Linked DNA regions of Sus scrofa: region 2 is linked to region 1. The links are chromatin contacts, called in public HiChIP or PLAC-seq maps. All regions are on one chromosome and are shown on one strand. Each heading gives the region's core, a stretch centred on a gene start, on an enhancer-like site or on the middle of the called end of the contact. The rest is flanking DNA. Distances are from core to core; before and after follow the strand shown.

The links. HiChIP or PLAC-seq counts read pairs in DNA pulled down with a chosen protein or histone mark.
Region 2: an H3K27ac HiChIP or PLAC-seq map of alveolar macrophages shows a contact between it and region 1. The contact joins the promoter of CFD here to the promoter of STK11 in region 1. A contact is called at or near these places in 1 of 5 promoter capture datasets (fetal liver), 1 of 47 Hi-C or Micro-C datasets (embryonic fibroblasts) and 1 of 2 datasets of contacts at active chromatin or transcription factors (alveolar macrophages).

The regions. Positions count from the first base shown.
Region 1 is chr2:77,247,181-77,251,642 of Sscrofa11.1, forward strand. STK11 (serine/threonine-protein kinase STK11) reads right to left here and starts at 2,142. Exons shown (of 10, transcript XM_021084263.1): 1 at 766-2,142. The coding sequence starts at 1,055.
Region 2 is chr2:77,510,467-77,515,099 of Sscrofa11.1, forward strand. It overlaps CFD (complement factor D), which reads right to left and starts at 1,522. Exons shown (of 5, transcript XM_013994801.1): 1 at 1,198-1,522; 2 at 533-689; 3 at 302-446; 4 at 1-219. The coding sequence starts at 1,255. All of the region lies in intron 15 of MED16 (mediator of RNA polymerase II transcription subunit 16), which reads left to right. ELANE (neutrophil elastase) reads right to left here. Exons shown (of 5, transcript XM_003122986.4): 4 at 3,760-3,990; 5 at 3,303-3,603. The coding sequence ends at 3,397.

The DNA.
Region 1 (4,462 bases), core at 892-3,391:
AGGAGTGTGGGCAGAGCAGGGCGGGGTCTCCAGGGCAGCAGTGATAAGGAGTGGGGGTGCCCCCTACTGAAACCAGCAAGAGGCAGGGCTCCCACCGACCTTGGGGATGCTCCTGCATGCAGACCCCCCACACCTCTGGGACACCTAGAGGCAGACAGGCACCAGAAGAAATCTGTGTAAAAAGTTTGCGGACACACAAGCCGATCCTCCTCAGCAGTCACCAGGCCTGTGAGTCCCATACATGTCCTATGTCACATCCTAGGCGAGAGAGAAAGAGCCAAGTTCCTCCCTGCTGACTGATAAGCCGGTGCAAACAATTATTTTTGGCAACCGCAGGGTTCCCCTCCAACAGGACAAACAAATCGCACTTCTCCCGCCCCAGTAACAGCCGCGGGTTGTGGCTGTGCTGAAACCTGCTGGCGGCAGGCAGGACCGCAAGGCTCAAGGCCAAATCAACACCAGCGGGTCTGCCAGGCACACCGGCCCTCTGGACAGCTGGGAGAGCAGGGGGGGGAGAGGGGCGCCCCCTTCCGAGGAGGGCTCAGCATCGGCGGCGTCAGGAAGCCCGGGACACCCAACCGCAACAAGCTAGGCTGACTTCGCCCAATTATCCAAGCCAGTCACCCACAACCTTCCCGGCGGTTCAGCTCAGGTTCTTAAGGAAAGGGAGTATGGAAGGTAGAAACGGAGAAAAGAAGGGAGGGAGGAAGGAAGGATTGAAAGAAGGAAGGAGACCTCACCCCAACCCAGGAAGTCGGCACTTACTTCTTCACATTGGCCTCCCCGTTGGGGATCCTTCGCAACTTCTTCTTCTTGAGGATTTTGACAGCTCTCCTGCACAGCGTTTCTGAGTCCAGCACCTCCTTCACTTTGCCATACGACCCCTCCCCCAGCAGGTCCCCCATCAGGTACTTGCCGATGAGCTTGGCCCGCTTGCGGCGGGGCTGGTAGATGACCTCAGTAGAGTCGATGCGATGGATGAACGTGTCCATCCCCACCGACATCAGCTCGCCCTCTGTAAACATGCCCAGCTGCTGCGGGTCCGCCACATCCATCCTGGACCCTAGGGCTCCGACTCCCGCAGGCGATCTCTAATCCCCTTTGTGTACTTCCTGGTGAGCGGTTCTTCCTTTTGTCCCCCCTCCCCAAGATTCCCTTCTCCAAAAATAAAAGTCACAAAATCGCAAAAAGAAAAAAAAGAAAGAAAGAAAGAAAGAAAAAGAAAACCCTTCTTGGAAAAGAAACGATTGTACTGAACGTGAGTTCAAAAGGCGCGCCTGGTCCAAAGCCCGGACACCCGGGTGTGTGCAGCGTCCCAAGTTTTGCGGCCGCCCGGCCTCACAGTTTTGAGGCGGGCCGGCGCGTCCACGGGGGCCCTCGGGAGGCCGGTGGGGCCGGGAAGTGCTAGGTCATCCTCCAGGGACTTTAGACCCTCGAACGAACACGGACGCGGCCGGGTCGAGTCTTCTCCGCGCCGTCCATTACTAGCGAGCCATGGCGCGCGCCCGGGGCCCCGCGCAGGCCGGCCCCGGGGCCCCCAGAGCCGGGCAGGCGAGCTTCGCTGGGGATCCGGCGCGCTGCTCGGGGGCGGCTCCCGCCGGCCCCGCCGGCCGGGGCGCCCGAGACGCCGGCAGGTGCGTGTCCGGAGCGCACGGGGAACCTCTGTTTGGCCCCGCTGGCTCCCTCCAGCGCCGGGACTGCCCGGGGCCCGCCGGCCGCAGGGAGCGACCCCCGTCGGAGTCGGCCGCCGCCCGGGCGTCCGCACACCGGCCTGGGACCCCGAGCGGCCGCGCGGGCCCGGAGGGCGCCGCGCCCCAAACGGCAGCCCGCGCTCGGTCTGCGCCGGAACTCCGTCGGCCGCGGAACGCGGGGCGCGTGGAGCTCCGGGCGGCTGAGGCGGCGCAGGCCGCAGGCGCCGGGCCGGGGTTCCTGAGGCCGCCGGGGTCCGGGTGGCCCGTCCCCCGCCGCGGCCGCCGCGCGCGTGGAGCAGGCGGGGCGGCGCGGGGGCCCAGCCCATGCAAGGCGGCCGCGCTGCCGGCTGGCGCCCGCCGCCGCTGCCGCCGCGCCCCGCCTCACTCGAGGGCGCCCCGGGCCGCCTCCCCCTTCCGCGCCCTACACGCCGCCGCCATCTTGTTTATCTCCTCCCCCTCCCTGCGCCGCCGTGCCGCCGCACGCCCGTCGCGGACCCGCCCCTCGCGGCGCCGACGTGCACGTCCGTTGGCCGAGCCGCCTGGCCTCGACCCCCGAGGCGCGCCCCGCCGCCGCTCCTATTGGGCCGTTTGGATCCGGGCGGGCGCCCGAGCGGGGATTGGTTCCCGCTGGGCCCCGCCCCAGGGGTGGATACCGTTTGTTCATTGGCCTGAGGAAACGCCCGTCACGGCGAGGGGGCGGAAAGCAGGAGCCGGGAAGCGAAACCCGGGCGTTGACCTGGGAGGGGTTGGGAGCCGAGGTCGGAGGTCTGGAGTTCTAAAGTCTTCCATGGGACCGGGCGAGTGCAGTGCTCCTGGGCGGGGGCCGGGCTCGGGGACTCTGGTGCCCCTGCCTGGGCTCCTCAACCGAAACCCCGTTTGAGGCGAGGTCAAGGGTCAAAAAGTAGCCAAAGTGTACAATTCGAGGCAAAAAGCCTTTATTAAGTATCTCAGGCCAGATGGGTTGAGAAGGGCTCTGGATGATTTCTGCCCCAAAGGAATTCATGGGCTAAAACTCAGAACCCAGCTGGGATGGTGCCAGCAAAGTGCTTTGGGTGAAAAACAGAGTTGGCAAAATATGGCTTGATGAGGTGGAAAATACTTCCAGGCCTGTGTTTTTTAACCTGTTTTGCTTTTTGTTTGTTTGTATCACTACGTTCTTATTTTGCTGGGGCAAACTGCTTGTGAAACCTTGGGACTTGACACCATCAGATTTGGGTTCCAGGCTGGGAGTTCTTGACCCAACACCTGTGCACTCCCTAAGACTATGTGTGAAATGGAGCTCACCAGTATACACGTTCTTGGGGACATCCATGTGTCTCATCGGATTCTCAAATACCCAGAGAAGGGGGATTGCTATGGCTTTGAGGGATAGGAGTCCCAGGTCACACCAGTGTACCAGCCAGCCCTAATCAGAACATGGGAGTTAGCCCCAAATTCCTAAATCATAAACCAGAAACCAATGAAATACAACGGAAAAAGGGTAATGAAAACCAGGAGTTCCCCAGTGGCTAAGCGGGTTAAGGATCCCGTGTTGTCTTTGCTGTGGCCAGGGTTCAGTCCCTGGCCTGGGAACTTTCACGTGCCGCAGATTTGGGGTGGGAGTGGGAAGACTAAGGAAAGTCAGTGAAGCCAAAAGACTGTCTTTGAAAAGATCCAGAAACTTAATTAAACTGTAGCCAAATTGGTCAATAAAAAAAGATGGCCAATATTGAAGTAAGAACTAGAGAAACAACCTCCCCCCCCCCCCGCCCCCGCCGCCCCTGGCTGAAAAGGCAGCTACGTGCCTGTCAGCAGCTTTGCTTGCCACATACCACCTTTCTTGTAATCATGTAGCAACTACTTGCCTTATGTCCTTGCTAGCAGCCCTGCTAATCATGTTCCAAGCATTGCTTGTCAGCTTCTTAGGCAAGAACTCTGTCTGCTCCAGGAAGGTGGAGGGCCGGAGCTGCTTGCATGGGAAAACATTAAGATCTGGAAGTCTGTATTGCATAAAAGTTACTCAGGGAGTTCCCGTCCTGGCACAGGGGAAACGAATCCGACTAGGAACCATGAGGTTTCGGGTTCAATCCCTTGTCTCGCTCAGTGGGTTAAGGATCCGGTGTTGCCATGAGCCATGGTGTAGGTCGCAGACATGGCTCGGATCTGTTGTTGCTGTGGCTCTGGCGTGGGCCAGCGGCTACAGCTCCGATTTGACCCCTAGCCTGGGAACCTCCATATGCCGCGGGTGTGGCCCTAAAAAGACAAAAAAAATGTTACTCAGAACAAAGACCTGGTGCTCAGACTTTGGAGGTGACTCCTCTGAGCCCGCACTGGTGCTGAACAAACCTAGCTATTCCGCATCTCTGAGTGCTGCTTGTCTTTGACTCTTTCTGCTGTCACAGTGGAGGGAATAAGGAAAGTCAGTGAAGCCAAGAGACTGTTGTTTGGAAAGATCCAGAAATGATAAAACTGTAGCAAGATTGATCAAGAAAGGTAGCCAATATCAGGAATGAAAGAACGGATATCACTACAGACCTTACAGATATTGAAAGGTTTAGATATAGGAACAAATCTCACCCATACATTCAGCATGAGATGCACCAAAGTCTGAAAGCTCATTCAAGAAGAAATAGACATTGGGGGGTGGGGGATGTGCCTGGGTTATGGGATGGAAATCCTGTGAAATTGGATTGTTATGATCATTATGTAACTACAGATGTGATAAATTCATTTGAGTAATAAAAAAAATTTAAAAAAAGAAGAAATAGACAATCTGCATTGTCTTATATCTA
Region 2 (4,633 bases), core at 272-2,771, 260 kb after region 1:
GCGCTCGGTGATGGTGCCATCGTGGTATGTGCGCAGGTTGCAGGTGGTGCGGTCCAGCACCGGTAGGAGCAGGTGCTGCAGACGGTCGGGCCGGCGGCCAGTGTGACTGACCACTCCCCAGCCGGCCACGTCGCAGAGCGTGCCTGCCGGAACCTCGTGGTCCTCTCGTTGCCAGGCAAGGGGCTGCACGGCAGGGCCCAGCTCGGCCTTCTCGGAGAGCTGAGGGTGGGGGCGGAAGCGAGCGTTAGGGGCAGCGCAGCCCCCAGTGCAGCTGGAGGGACTGCGGCTAGACTTAGCAGACCTTCAGCAGGAGGAGATCATGGTCGATGGTGTCAGGCTGGCTGTCTGGGTGGGGCACGGCGCGGAGCACGTCGTACAGGCGCTTCGAGGGCTCGGGCTGTGACAGGGAGTGCGCACCCAGGAGAACCTGCAGCTTCCCCTCGGCCCTGGAAGTGGAGTGGGCTCACATCAGAGCCATGTCCCCACCCGACACCCAATTCCCCCATTCCGCTCTTGGTCCTGGGCCACTCACACGTCCTCCAGGCAGTGTGCTGCACTCAGCACCCACTGCTCAGACACCAGGAAGCCTCCGCACACGTGCTTGCCGTTCACCTGCACCGATGCCATGTAGGGTCTCTCGTGGGACTTGGCCTCCTGGCCACCCAGGATCCGGCCACGGGGCTGTGCCACTGGAGGATGCAGGTCCGAGTGAGGGTGACTGCAGCCCAGACCTCAGATTCCCTCTAAGAGAGCGGCTCTGGCACCCTCAGACTGAAATTCCTTCCTTGGGATCCTCCCCAAAGAGTTGCAAACTCTGGGGGCCCAGGGAGGGATGCTGAAGAAGACAGACCGGGCGGTGGGGAGTGACAGTCTGGGGCAGACTCCGCGTACCTACACACTGGGCCCTAGAACTTCAATATAGACACAGACAAGTGGGGCTGATCAGACCCAACATCCTGCCAGCCGTTTGCTCCCAGCCTGGGCTTTCTGTTGTAGAACCAGAGGCTCTCTGAACTCACTAGATTCAAAGTTTTGAGAATTGCTTGGTTTTCAGAGCCTTCTGTTCATGTGGACCCTGCCCCCTCTCTGCCCACCTAGTGGGGCTGGAGGGCCATCCTCTTGAGCGGAGGGGTCCATGGCTGACTGCGCTGCAGGCTAGGGGCCCCCAGCTGGCACCCCAGTCCCGGGTCCACTCACCACATACAGCTGCTCCGAGGAGGATCAGGGCTGCCAGGTGCCCGGAGCGGTCTGCCATGATGCTGCTGTGGCCTCAACAATGGCCCAGGGCAGGGCTCTGGGGTTCTTTTATGAGGGTGGAACGGGGTGGGGGGGGAGCTCCCACAGGTCCTATCTGCCAAGTGGGCAGTGGCCCAGCTGAACAAAGGGAAGCCGTCCACGCCCTTCTCTCCCCCCACTTCCCCCGCCACAGTGCTGTGATTATCTTCCCCTAGACTTTGTACCAAGAGTAGATGGGCTGCTGGACCTGCCTGCCACCTCTGTCATTCTGTGGGAAGAGCCCCTCAGGATGGGCGGTGGGCAGAGCAGAGGGATGGACCCACCCACCCACCCACCCTGACCCCCAGCCCAGTCTCCCAGAGTGCCCTTCCAGCCCCAGAGTTTCGCAACAGCAGCTGGAGAGCAAGCCCAGTTTGTAAACAACCCACTTCCTCATTTTCTGCCCCTCCCTTCTTTCCCTTCCTCCTGCAACTTGGAGCTGAGGTCGGGTGGGGGGGAAGGTCATCCAACGCCCTTGTCCACATTGCTGTGACTCTGGGGCTTGACACCCTTTAAGTAGAATATTGTTGATGAGTAGGGACAGCTGGAAAGACTGTTGCATACAAGTGACAAAAAAATGGAGTGTAAGGGGCTGGAACCTTCAACAAGAAAATTTAAATGGAAAGTTTATGGGTCTACCTTCAGGTGTAGCTTAATCCAGGCACCTGAACAATGTTTTGTTTCTTTTTTTCCTCCTTGATGGGTTGTCTCCTCAGCAGTCTCCCCTGTTGTGGCCTCAGGGGCCCTAGACTCAGACCAATGGCCCAGTTATTCCCTCTGCCAATTCCCCATCACTCTAGCCAGCATCTCAAGGCGGCCTCTGATTGGTTGAGTTTGGATCTCATGCCCCTAAAGCAGCCATTGTGGGTTGGCAGGTTCTGATGAGCAGAACCTGGGTCACATGGTTCTCTGTAAGCTGGGGATGGTGGGTCAACATCTCATGAACCTCTTCGGGGGAGATGCTGTGTGTAACCACAAGGGTGGGGAGGACCGTGAACGTCCCCAGGAGGAACAGTGCATGGTATTTTCTCCTTTCCTTCTTTTTTCTTCATGGTGGACCATTTCACACATACAGAGAAAAATAGAAAACAGCATAACAAATGCAATTTGTTAGACCCTAAAATGTTTCCTTGCTCAAATCAGAAACTCTAAAACAAAAGCCCATTGGAATGTGGAGTGCAGATTATGTAAGTAAAAGGATTGGAAATTGCAGCAAAATTTGGAAATTACCCAAAAAGACAGAATGGTTCAGTAAATAACCCTGCAGATCCTGGGATGCTTTGTTGACATGGAAAGACCGCCAAGATATCGTATTAAGTGGAAAAAGCAGTTGTAGGGCAGTGGGTCACCTGCCTGAGCAGCTGGCCCTTGTGGGGAGAGGTGTTCTGAGGACAACCTTAGGGAGAAGCTGGAAGGCAGAGGGAACAGCACTAGTTAAGACCCTGAGGTGTCCCAAGGCAAAAGGTTGGGGAAGTGGAGGAAGGATTGTTTCCGTACCCAGTGAGGCCGAGACTGGCCTGGACCCCAACCCCTGATTGGGTCCTCCCCAGACAGTGCCTCAGTCTTCCCCATGGGGAACTGAGAATCAGAGAAACAGTGAGCAATTTGCCCAAAGTCACAGAGCTGGGACTCGAACCCAGGCCCTGGAGCATGACTTTACAGTTCTTTGCATCTCTACTTCCTCGCCTGTAAAACAAGGCACTTATATAAGAACTACTTTAGGGGCTGGAGCCAGAAACAGATGAGTGAAGATTGCAAAGATTCAGAATGATCCTTGTGACTCAGAATGAACACCTGCTATAGTGCTTTGCATTCTTGCCACCTGCAACAAGAGTCTAATGACATTTTATAGGAGGGGAAGCCAGAAACGGCTACTGGTATCCTTTAGTGAAGTATGAGGAAGGGACTTTTTATCTTGGTGCACTAAATTTGCTGCTACTTGGTAGCAGCGTACTTGTGACATGCTCAAGACATTCACCTGAGGACTTCTGACACTCAGTTGCACAACCAACAAACACCCAGGCACATTCTACAAAACAGGGTTTTTATTGTGTCAGATGCTGCATGATGCTGCATGGGAAGAGCCCAGCCGGGGGGAGTGGGGTAACAGGGGCCGCCTTTCTAGAGGGTCCTGCCCACAGGGATCCTGGGGTGGAGAGGCGGGCTGTCATTATCACCATAGCGTCGGATAATGGAGTTGATCCAGTCTGCAAACTTGGCGGTGGAGGCAAAGGTGTCTGGGAAGAGCCCAGAGCCACAGCCCCCCCGGATGAAGGAATCTATCCCCTGGACCAGCCCATTGCAGACCAAGGGCCCGCCGGAGTCCCCCTGTGGAAGCAGACAAGTTTGGGAGGCTGGGCTTTCAGGCCCCACCCTAACATCCCCACCCACTGCCCTTCAGGAGCTGGAAGTTCTTCCAGGGGTCTTGGTTGCTGCAGCCTGGGTGGGAGCAAGGGGTGGGTTGTGGGAACGCAAGATACGTACAAAGCAGATGCCAGCCTGCCGGCCTGGTACCAGGGTGCACACATTGGTGGGGCGGCAGAGGGCTGTCACCACAGTCACATTGAGCTGCTGCAGGACTCGGGGCGGTGGCCGGTTCGTGCCCAGCTGGCCCCAGCCCATGGCCAGACATCGCACCCCTTCCCCCACGCCTTGGTCCTGAGCAGGTAGCTGGGCCACCTGCACGTTGCTATTGATGAAGGCAAATCTGTTGAGCTGCAGCAGGTTGTACAGAGCAGTGGCAGGTCACAGGAGGCAGTGAACAACAACCTTCATCTTTCTGGGCCCCAAGTTTTCCCCCACCCAGGGCTCCACCATGGTCCTGGGATATCTGAGAGCCAGATATCCACCCTGCAGGATGGTTCCCACCCTTTCCTGTTTGTAAAGTGCGAGCAGCCACTGTGACCCAGGGCATCCCCAGACATGTTTTGAGTCCAGTAAACAGTAGGTACTCAAGAAAACAAAACTATGGGTAACACCACCAGCAATAAAGCCATTGTTCTAGAACTTTACAGAAAATAACCATAGCTATTCAAGCAGTGGGGAAGGACAGTTCTCTCCCTCCAGTCTCCTATTCACATGAACGTGGAGAATTTTGACCCTATTTCCACGGACCAAGAGGTCCCTGCGCCTCATCCCTGTGGGCTCCAGAAATACTATCCTTATTGATTGACAGTTGCTCAGAGCTTCCCTGCTGTCCTGGCATCTGACTTATTTCCGTCTCACAGAGGGGAAGACTGAAGCACAGAGAGATGGGACACCAGGCCTGTCCTCACCGTGTCCCCAGTCTCCTGCCCATGCTCCGCCCTCCCCAAACTAAGCTGGGCCTTTGCACCTGCCAGTTCTTCCCCACCCGCGC